2 separate regions of the Triticum aestivum genome follow, and region 1 is linked to region 2. Evidence: chromatin contacts called from public Hi-C data. All regions are on one chromosome and are shown on one strand. The core of a region is the stretch at or near the end of the contact, and the rest is flanking DNA. Distances in the headings are between cores, read along the strand shown.

Evidence for each region. A called contact is a pair of places that touch in the nucleus more often than the background predicts.
Region 1: a contact with region 2 is called in a Hi-C map of leaf, with 4 times the contacts expected there. The contact joins the promoter of LOC123097778 here to the enhancer-like site in region 2. A contact is called at or near these places in 2 of 5 Hi-C or Micro-C datasets (both in leaf).

The regions. Positions count from the first base shown.
Region 1 is chr4D:338,920,403-338,924,766 of IWGSC CS RefSeq v2.1, forward strand. LOC123097778 (asparagine synthetase [glutamine-hydrolyzing] 1) reads left to right here and starts at 2,786. Exons shown (of 12, transcript XM_044519602.1): 1 at 2,786-2,955; 2 at 3,379-3,517; 3 at 3,640-3,738; 4 at 3,859-4,000; 5 at 4,086-4,276. The coding sequence starts at 2,876.
Region 2 is chr4D:338,546,153-338,550,130 of IWGSC CS RefSeq v2.1, forward strand. No RefSeq gene overlaps it. Among protein-coding and RNA genes, the nearest start is that of LOC123096952, 27 kb to the right of the region's middle. Within about 2 kb of position 2,474, at least 1 of the 8 cell types and tissues checked has an H3K27ac peak or open chromatin away from gene starts, as enhancers often do. A contact at or near this core is called in leaf, where this site is marked.

The sequences.
Region 1 (4,364 bases), core at 1,536-4,035, 370 kb after region 2:
ATTCATCGAATCTTGGCAGCGTCACAAAGCGCCCGCATTCAGAAATAGAAATGAACATCCCGAAATATGTTAATCATATCGAAGATGCTCCCAATAATGTCGTTGTTTGCATCATCCATATGGTCGTCATAGATCCAAGCATCCCTGACAGCTTTCCCAAAACCTTCCAACTTTGTCCAGTACAGCTCGAAGCAAAAGCGCCTCTTAGCGCAGCATAGCGCGCTTGTCGAGAGGTGCGTGGTCTGTGATTCCCGAGGACAGCGCTTGAAGCAAACTGTTTGTATGTTCCAACTCCCAATCAACTGAGACTAGCACGTGATCGATCTTAGTCAAGGTTAGAGCCTCCTGCTCATTTAACCATGTGAATCACCTCCCGTGCATATAGAGCTCCTTTAACTCATGTTCATCCACAAAGCTCCGGAACTTGTTTATGATGTTACTTCTGAGGTTATTGTTGTTCTTGTCAGAAGCTCTTAAGATCATGTTCAAATGTCCCAGAAGCATCCATTGGCCCAGGCAGACCATGCGCCTTGCCCTCGGCTCTTCGAGGAATGCAATCTTTGCCTCATCTCCTTGAGGCCCGTACACCACCGTGATCCACCAGGAAATCCCCTCCCTTGTGTGCACTTTCCCGATGATACTATGAGTATCGAGAATGATAATGTCCACCTCAACTTTAGTTGAATCCCAAGCCAAAAGGATCCTCCCACGTGTCTCGTCGCCGACAAGTAAGTGAAGCCATCCAACGATGGCCCAAGACATTGCATTACTAGGAATTGGTCAATTACATCCACCTTTCTTTCGTGCAAACACACCATGTTCACCTTAGTTGAGCCTATGAACTCCCTCACCCCCTTCCTTTTAGCCAGGTTGTTTAACCCACACACATTCCAACACAAAAGCTTCGAGTTGTAATCCATGAAGAACAATGGACGCCCGACACTAGAAGAAGTTGCCATCTCATGCACATAGCAGGGTGACACAACCCCTCTCTAGCTCCCCACGGGAAGGCATTAACTTGCCCAAGATTGCAGCAAAAATGCGCACGTGCTGCTCCCTGAGTGGGGAATCGAACAGCTCCTTGAGATCCTTGACCAATCCCAAGCGCGCGCAGGAGCATGTTCTCCGCTGACGTGGCCTTGGAAGCATTCGGCGCCGGCCCTCGTGTTTCGTGTTGGCGTGAAGTGTTCCGCCTGAGCTCGAAGCTTGGAGGCTTGCACCTCGTGGATGAGTGGCGGCGTCAATTTAGAGATGATGCTGGAGCAAAGTACCTTAGGCCGATCGTAAGCTAGCATCTCCTGCGGGGTCATTTCATCTGTGACGTTAAGGGCGCTGGGGACAGATTAAGCGAGTCTGGATTTGAAGGCGCCGCGCGTGCCTGATTGTACGTGCATGCCTCCATGCAGGGGTCATGTGCATGATTCCCATCAAGGGTCCCACCCGATGGCATCGATGATTGCTCCTCCTTGACGCCTGCATTGGCCTCCGTGCCCGTGCATGGGCAGCAATCGCATTATTCTCGACACCAACTGCGGGATCCGGCCCCGTGGTTGTGCCAAAGACATTGTCATTTTCCTGGGGCCCCACCAATAGCCTATCCTCCAATGCTACCTCACTGCCCCTGGGATTACAAGTCTGGCCCGCCGGCCCCGCAGACAGGATCCTTCCTGGGACCACGTCACACGGGAGCGGAGGCGGCTGCAACTTTGCCATCCGCGCAGGATTCGAAGCTGGCTCCACCCCATTGGGCAGGACCCCACCTGGGATCTCCATCGGCGCGGGAGCAGGCCCACCAAAGGTGTCTACGGGCTCCACCACCAAAGCGCTCAAACATGTTGTCCTCTCGTCCATTAGCTGACGGGTAATCGTGGGCTCTGTCACTCTTTGGATTGCCGCTCCACTCCCCTTGCTCTGTGGGAGAGCCGTTGAGCGGGCCACCAGTTGCAACGACACCAACCGCTCCGTGCCCATGTTTTGTTGCTGCACCAAAACCACGGGCAGCGCCGAAGAACTATTTTAGTTTTTAATTGAGAGAGAATTAGAACTCTTTTTTCTTACATTTAGTGAACAGTTTCTTTCTGTGGTTTAAGGTAAAAAAGCTTATAGTTCTAAGATAAAAATGTCAGTGATCCTAAATAAGGAAATAAACTGAACTATGGAGTAATAATAAAGTACAATAGTTAGCACAATTAGTCACCATATTGATAGTAGTAACATTTTTTGGAAACTGGTTTCCAAATATAGGCATTATAGCTTCAGTAATCACAGTAGAAATCAAAGATGCTAGGAGTGAAAGGAAAAGAAAAACAAGGGGCGGATTCATCGAACCTTGGCAGCATGAGAAAGCGTCCTCGTTCAGAAATAGAAATGAACATCCCTGAATATGTTAATCACATCCAAGATGCTCCCAAATCTCAATAATGGCGTTGTTTGCATCATCCATCACACGAGGAAAAAAAACCTAAACCAGGAGGAGGCATCGCAGCGAAGCACAGCCGGCCGTTGATGAATCCGGCCTCCCGGGCCCACCCCCAGCCCTCTCTGCCGCCGTGGATCGTAGATCCGACGGCACCGCCCGGCGCTGACGCGGGCGGCGGGGCCCACGCTGACTGGACGACGCTGCATCCGGAGGGGATAAACTCCCGCCGCGCACGGAACCCTCCCAACCGACACCCGCCACGTGTCCCCGCAGCGAGGGTGGGAGAGCTCCCCGGTCGCAGACGCGAGGCCCCGGAGCCGCGCGGATCGGCTATAAATACGGCGCGCGCATCCGCTAATTCCCGCATCACCTCTCAACACGAGCATCATTCACTCTCTCCTTCTTCTCCAACCTCATCCACCCCCGAAACCCGCGTCGTCCGTCGCCGCGTCCACCATGTGTGGGATTTTGGCCGTCCTCGGCTGCGCCGACTGGTCGCAGGCCAAGAGGGCTCGCGTCCTCTCCTGCTCCCGCAGGCAAGCACCTGTCCTGCACTATCCATGCACCTCCCCCCTTCAAATCCCTAGCGCCCGGTTCTAAATTCTAATGGCCGCCCGTATCGTCGGCATAATCTTGAGGTTCTTGTGTGGATCGTAAAACAAAATGTCGTTGATATATGTGTACATACATAGATACCTTGCCGGAAAGAACTAAAACAGGATCGTCCAACACTTTTTTTTTTGTTTTCCGTTCTTGTTTCTGTTTTGTCCTCGTTAGCCTTTCTCGTCGTTTTGTTGCATATGATATGAGCCCGGAAAGAATCGAACAGTAAGGGCAGATCTGGAAAAACAACACCGGAATCTTCCTCTTCGTTAAGCCTAAGCTCCCTGCGCTTACTGTTATTTGATTGCTCTGTTCGTGGCACGGCTTGTGGATTTTGACTCGGTATGATTTTGCAGGCTGAAGCACCGTGGGCCGGACTGGTCCGGGCTGTTCCAGTGCGAGGGCAACTTCCTGGCGCAGCAGCGGCTCTCCGTCGTCTCCCCGCTCTCCGGCGACCAGCCCCTCTACAACGAGGACCGGACCGTCGTCGTCGTGGTATGCATATATGTGCGCTGTTGCTTTGTGCGCGTGGTGTGTTTGCCACGTCCTGCAAGTAGACTGCTTGTTCTCCATCGCCTATCGTTTTCTAACTGTTGGTTGCTGTTGTTGATGAAAAGGCCAATGGAGAGATCTACAACCACAAGAAGATCCGCAAGCAGTTCGCCGCCAAGCACACCTTCACCACCGGCAGCGACTGCGAGGTTATCATCCCTCTGGTAAGCGAGATCGTTTCGGTTCCGAGCTGCCGAAATTAGCTTCGCAATTGCAATGAAATGAGCAAAAGAACAAAACTGAATACTGACGCCGACCACCCCTGCTCCTGCTGCTGTCTCAAGTATGAGGAGTACGGCGAGAACTTCGTCAACATGCTGGACGGCGTCTTCTCCTTCGTACTGTACGACACCCGCAACAAGACGTACATGGCCGCCCGCGACGCCGTGGGCGTCAACCCCCTCTACTTCGGCCGGGGCAGCGACGGTACGCACGTCAACCCCGCCAGCTTCTGTCACCACAGATTCATCACGTCTGGACTGCGACTTATTTGTCTGGTGTGCTCTCGCAGGCTCCGTCTGGATTGCGTCTGAGATGAAGGCGCTCCACGAGGACTGCCCAAAGTTCGAGCTCTTCCCTCCGGGGAACCTGTACTCGAGCGCCGCCGGCGGGTTCCGGCGGTGGTACAACCCGCAGTGGTTCGCCGAGCACGTCCCGGCGACGGCGTACCAGCCCCTCGTCCTCAGGGAGGCGTTCGAGAAGGTGCATAGCATACCACCACGCTGACCGTAGCACCACGTGATACTTGCTTCTGTGTACGGTAGGTAGTGTGACGGTGACTGACAGTGGA
Region 2 (3,978 bases), core at 1,224-3,723:
GATACCAAGTACGAGAATATCCAAATTTAAGAGTTATATTGTCATTTCAACTACTAGTACATTACTGTGCTCGAGTGGGCTCGTAATCCCACTGAAGGAGTCTCTGACAAATCCTTCCATCTACAACTCCAATGTGCCTATGTCAACACATTGTTTCTTGTAAAAATTGTGATTGCCGCCAGAGATCAAGGTCTTTTCTTGATTAATCTCAAAATAAAGACCCTTAACAGAGACATCTCTTGCATAGGGAGAATAGCGTAAAGATAAAAACTGATCGCCAATAAGTTCCGAAGATGAATCAATCAATTGACCCTTTCTCATCACATATGCTCATCTTCTCATGCATGGACGCCTAGAATCGAAGTGGAACACACCATGACAAAAAGTTGCTCTTGCCCTTTAACTTGTTTGAAAGGTTAATTAGATCCACAGTCACAACTCACGAGATACACAACTTCTTACCTACTACAAGATCCAAATGACAATATTGAGTACAAGAATATCCCAGTATATGAGTAGTATCGTCTTAAACTACTAGTACATTAAGGTACCATTGGGTGAGTGATCACTAAGCTAAGATGAACTCCATAATCCCTCTGAAGGTTTCTCCATCAAATCCTTCTATCTACAACTCCGTTTTGCCAGTATCAACATATCTAATTTTTTTATTCCACCAAAGATCAAGGTATTTTTCTGGTTAATCTCAAAATGAAGTACCCTTATTACTAGAGACAATCTCTTGCGTATAGAAGATAGCACAAACATAAAAAGTGTTGGTCACTCCCCGAAGATGAATCGGTTAATTGATCATTTCTTCTTTAGATGTATTGTTGCTAAGTACATTTGGAATGTGTTGAAATGAGTTGAAATGTACATGTCAATTTTCTTCTAGCTTAACATTACGTATGGCTTTCCCGGTATGTTCCTCTTCCACTCGAAGAAAGTTAGTGGGAATTGGATATCTGTTATTATCTGTCAGCATATGGATAGCAGGAAATATAACGCATTCTTAGATGATCTATCCTCATTACCCCATCTCTATGATACACCAAATCTTTTGTTGTGTTGATACCTGGATCTGCGGAAGTAAAATGAGCAGAATGCTCTCGCAATCGAACCTAGAAGACTTGCGGAGGTGGTGGCCATGCATGGTCTTTATAGCATAGGTAACATATGTGCATCTTTAGATTATTGCTTCGTTGGTGGCTGAATTCGTGTGCGGTACGGTAGCAATCATGCTTTTGTGATGATCTTCTGGAAACCAAACACTTCTAGCCATTTCTTAGTTTTTGGAGAAGGATGGGTGGAGATATGTGCTTTTCCCCTAAGACTTTTTCCTTTGTTTAGTCATCAATCTCGTATCGCTGTAAGAACTCTGCAATTTTCTGCCTTTTCTTTTTCTTTGCGTGTGTGTTGGTGTTGGTTGTCTGCATCTTAGTCATGCAGAGGCTGGATGTCTACTCATGGTAATTGTTTTCTCTTGATGCGACACTGTAAATCAATAAAATACATTATTTATCGGAAAAAAGTTGACTGGAAGAATTCTACATTTTTCTTAGAAATAAAATAGGAGAGAATCCTTCTTGAAAAAATAGAGACCATTTGAGATATATGCTACATAGCATTATTGCAGTGGAAATAAGAGGGTGTTTGTTTTCAGGGACTTATTGGTTTAGGGACTTAAAAAAGTCCCTATAAGTCCCATCTAAACCAAACAGGAGGGGCTTATAGGGACTTAAAGTGGGCATTTGGGACTTATGAAATAAGACTCTCAAGGAGAGTCTTATAGGGACTTATAGTTGTAATATGATCTTATAGGGACTTATAAGTCACAGGAACAAAACAGATAGGGACTTTTTAGGGACTTGAGACTATAAGTTGGGACTAAAAAAAGTCCCAGGACTTATGAACCAAACAAGGCCTAAATAAAACTCTCGATCTTACTTTTGGATAACTATTGAGCTGTTTTTAGGCAGGGAAGACAATTATTGAGTTTGTTTATGAAAATAAGCAATATTGGTCAAGTCAATAGATCATGATGCCCTGATAATTGTAGGATGCCAGATATGCTTTGTATGATACACGTATGCATGCATATTTTCCTCGTTCCAATGGTTCGATGCATTATTTGAGTGAGAAGAGATAAGAGATAAGACATCACACACACACACACCCAGCAGCTACCACCAGACTTTTTGTAGGGGAACCCAACTACCACATGTACTACGCTGAAAGTTCACACAAGATGTAATTAAGTATACTTTGTAAGCATGCTAAGCACGCCATATATGGGCAAACCAATAGTAGGAGGTCACTTGTAGGGAGGACTGACCGCACCGTCGTCGTTGTTTCTTTCTTTTTTGGCTCCCTGTCGTCACTGTCACGTTGGCATCAGACATGCAGCATGTGCACGCGCAATGGCGTATATGAATCATTGGGAGATGCGTGAGTTGGACAGGCATCTCCGATTCGTCGAGCCAGGGAGGCAGGCAGCGTTGGTTCGCCACAATTCGTAGAGTCCGCGTCAGCGTGGACAGGGTCGGAGTGCGGTTACGTGAAGAAATCTGCCACTGCGAGAAGAGGATGCAAAACTCTTTTTTTTTTTAAACAAGGCAAAAGACTTGCCATTTTCATTTAATAAGGAGAGGTTTCAGAACAGACATCGCCAAGCGGCGGAAAAGCAAAACAATTACTCTCGCGGCATTACATTACGTAAATGCTTAGCACCTGCATTGGCCCAAATCGAAACTTCCTCTTTGATGCCTCGCATGACAATCGCCACCGGCGCCGCTTTGCTCGCATTCCTTTCATTCCATATCTGTCATCCCACAAGAAGTAACAGGGAAGATAGGGCCTTCGTCGGGAGTGTATTATCAGAGAGAACCGCATCCCACGAAGATTTCACCGAATCAAACAGGAGCCACGGAGCCGTGGGGATAGCAAGCCCAAGCCATGAGAAGACCGTATTCCAAATCCGAACAGAGAAACGACACTTGAAGATCAGGTGTGCTGCAGATTCTTGCACCTGACTGCAGAGTGGGCATTTGTCACAATTTGGCCATCCTCTCCTCTGAAGCCTATCAGCCGTCCAAACTCTGTTGTGGATAATGAGCCCTCCGTGGAATCAATTGAGCGCCATTTCCCCCGGAATCTCCAAATAGACCGAGGGCAGAGGGTTCTGGCATCTCCAAGGCCGACCCTCAAACCGCCTGTATCCGTCTGGATCGCGTGGTCCAAATGCATTTTGCCATCCAACGTGACCCGGTATCGGTCTGTGGAGCGGTCCGGAAGTTATTTCTTCCGTAAATTGGAAACAAACCGGGAGTGCGGTTTGTGAGAGCCTAGACCACCGCCACGTAGGACTCCGACATCCCTGGCCCACTTAAATCCTCCCTCCAGTCCCATTCTCTTCCACTTCGTCCCTGCCCCCCTTACTTTACATCCGCACTCTCCTCCGCCGCCATTGTATTCTACACCTATCGCCTAGAAATTAAGGGACGTCCACAACCTACACAGCCGTGCCAACCACTCAATTGTCTCACGAAGCGTGGGATCCTCCATGAGGGCCAACAAGTTTTAAGTTTTAAGTTTTCAATTCTAAAACTTACGATTCTATCGGTTGCAGCTACCGACAATATTGTCGGTCGCTCATACCAAGGTTCAGGGTTGAAACTTAAAACTTTCTATTGTCGGCCGCGGGTTCTGAAACTGACGATTTTGTAAGTCGCTTGTACAAAGTTTCAAAAGATAAAATTAATGAAATCTTAAAAACTCTTCAAAATGTATTCAAAATGGATCTCATTTGAAAGCCCTTGTTACCAGAAACACGAATATAAAAATGACATTTAATTTGGACTTTGGTTCAAAAAAATAAATGAAATGTAGTATGTGCGCATGTATGAGTGTGTATGTAGTGTGTTAAAAAAAAGTTCCGTGTAACGTGTGCACAAGGATGGACAGCGTATTATTTGCACCCCA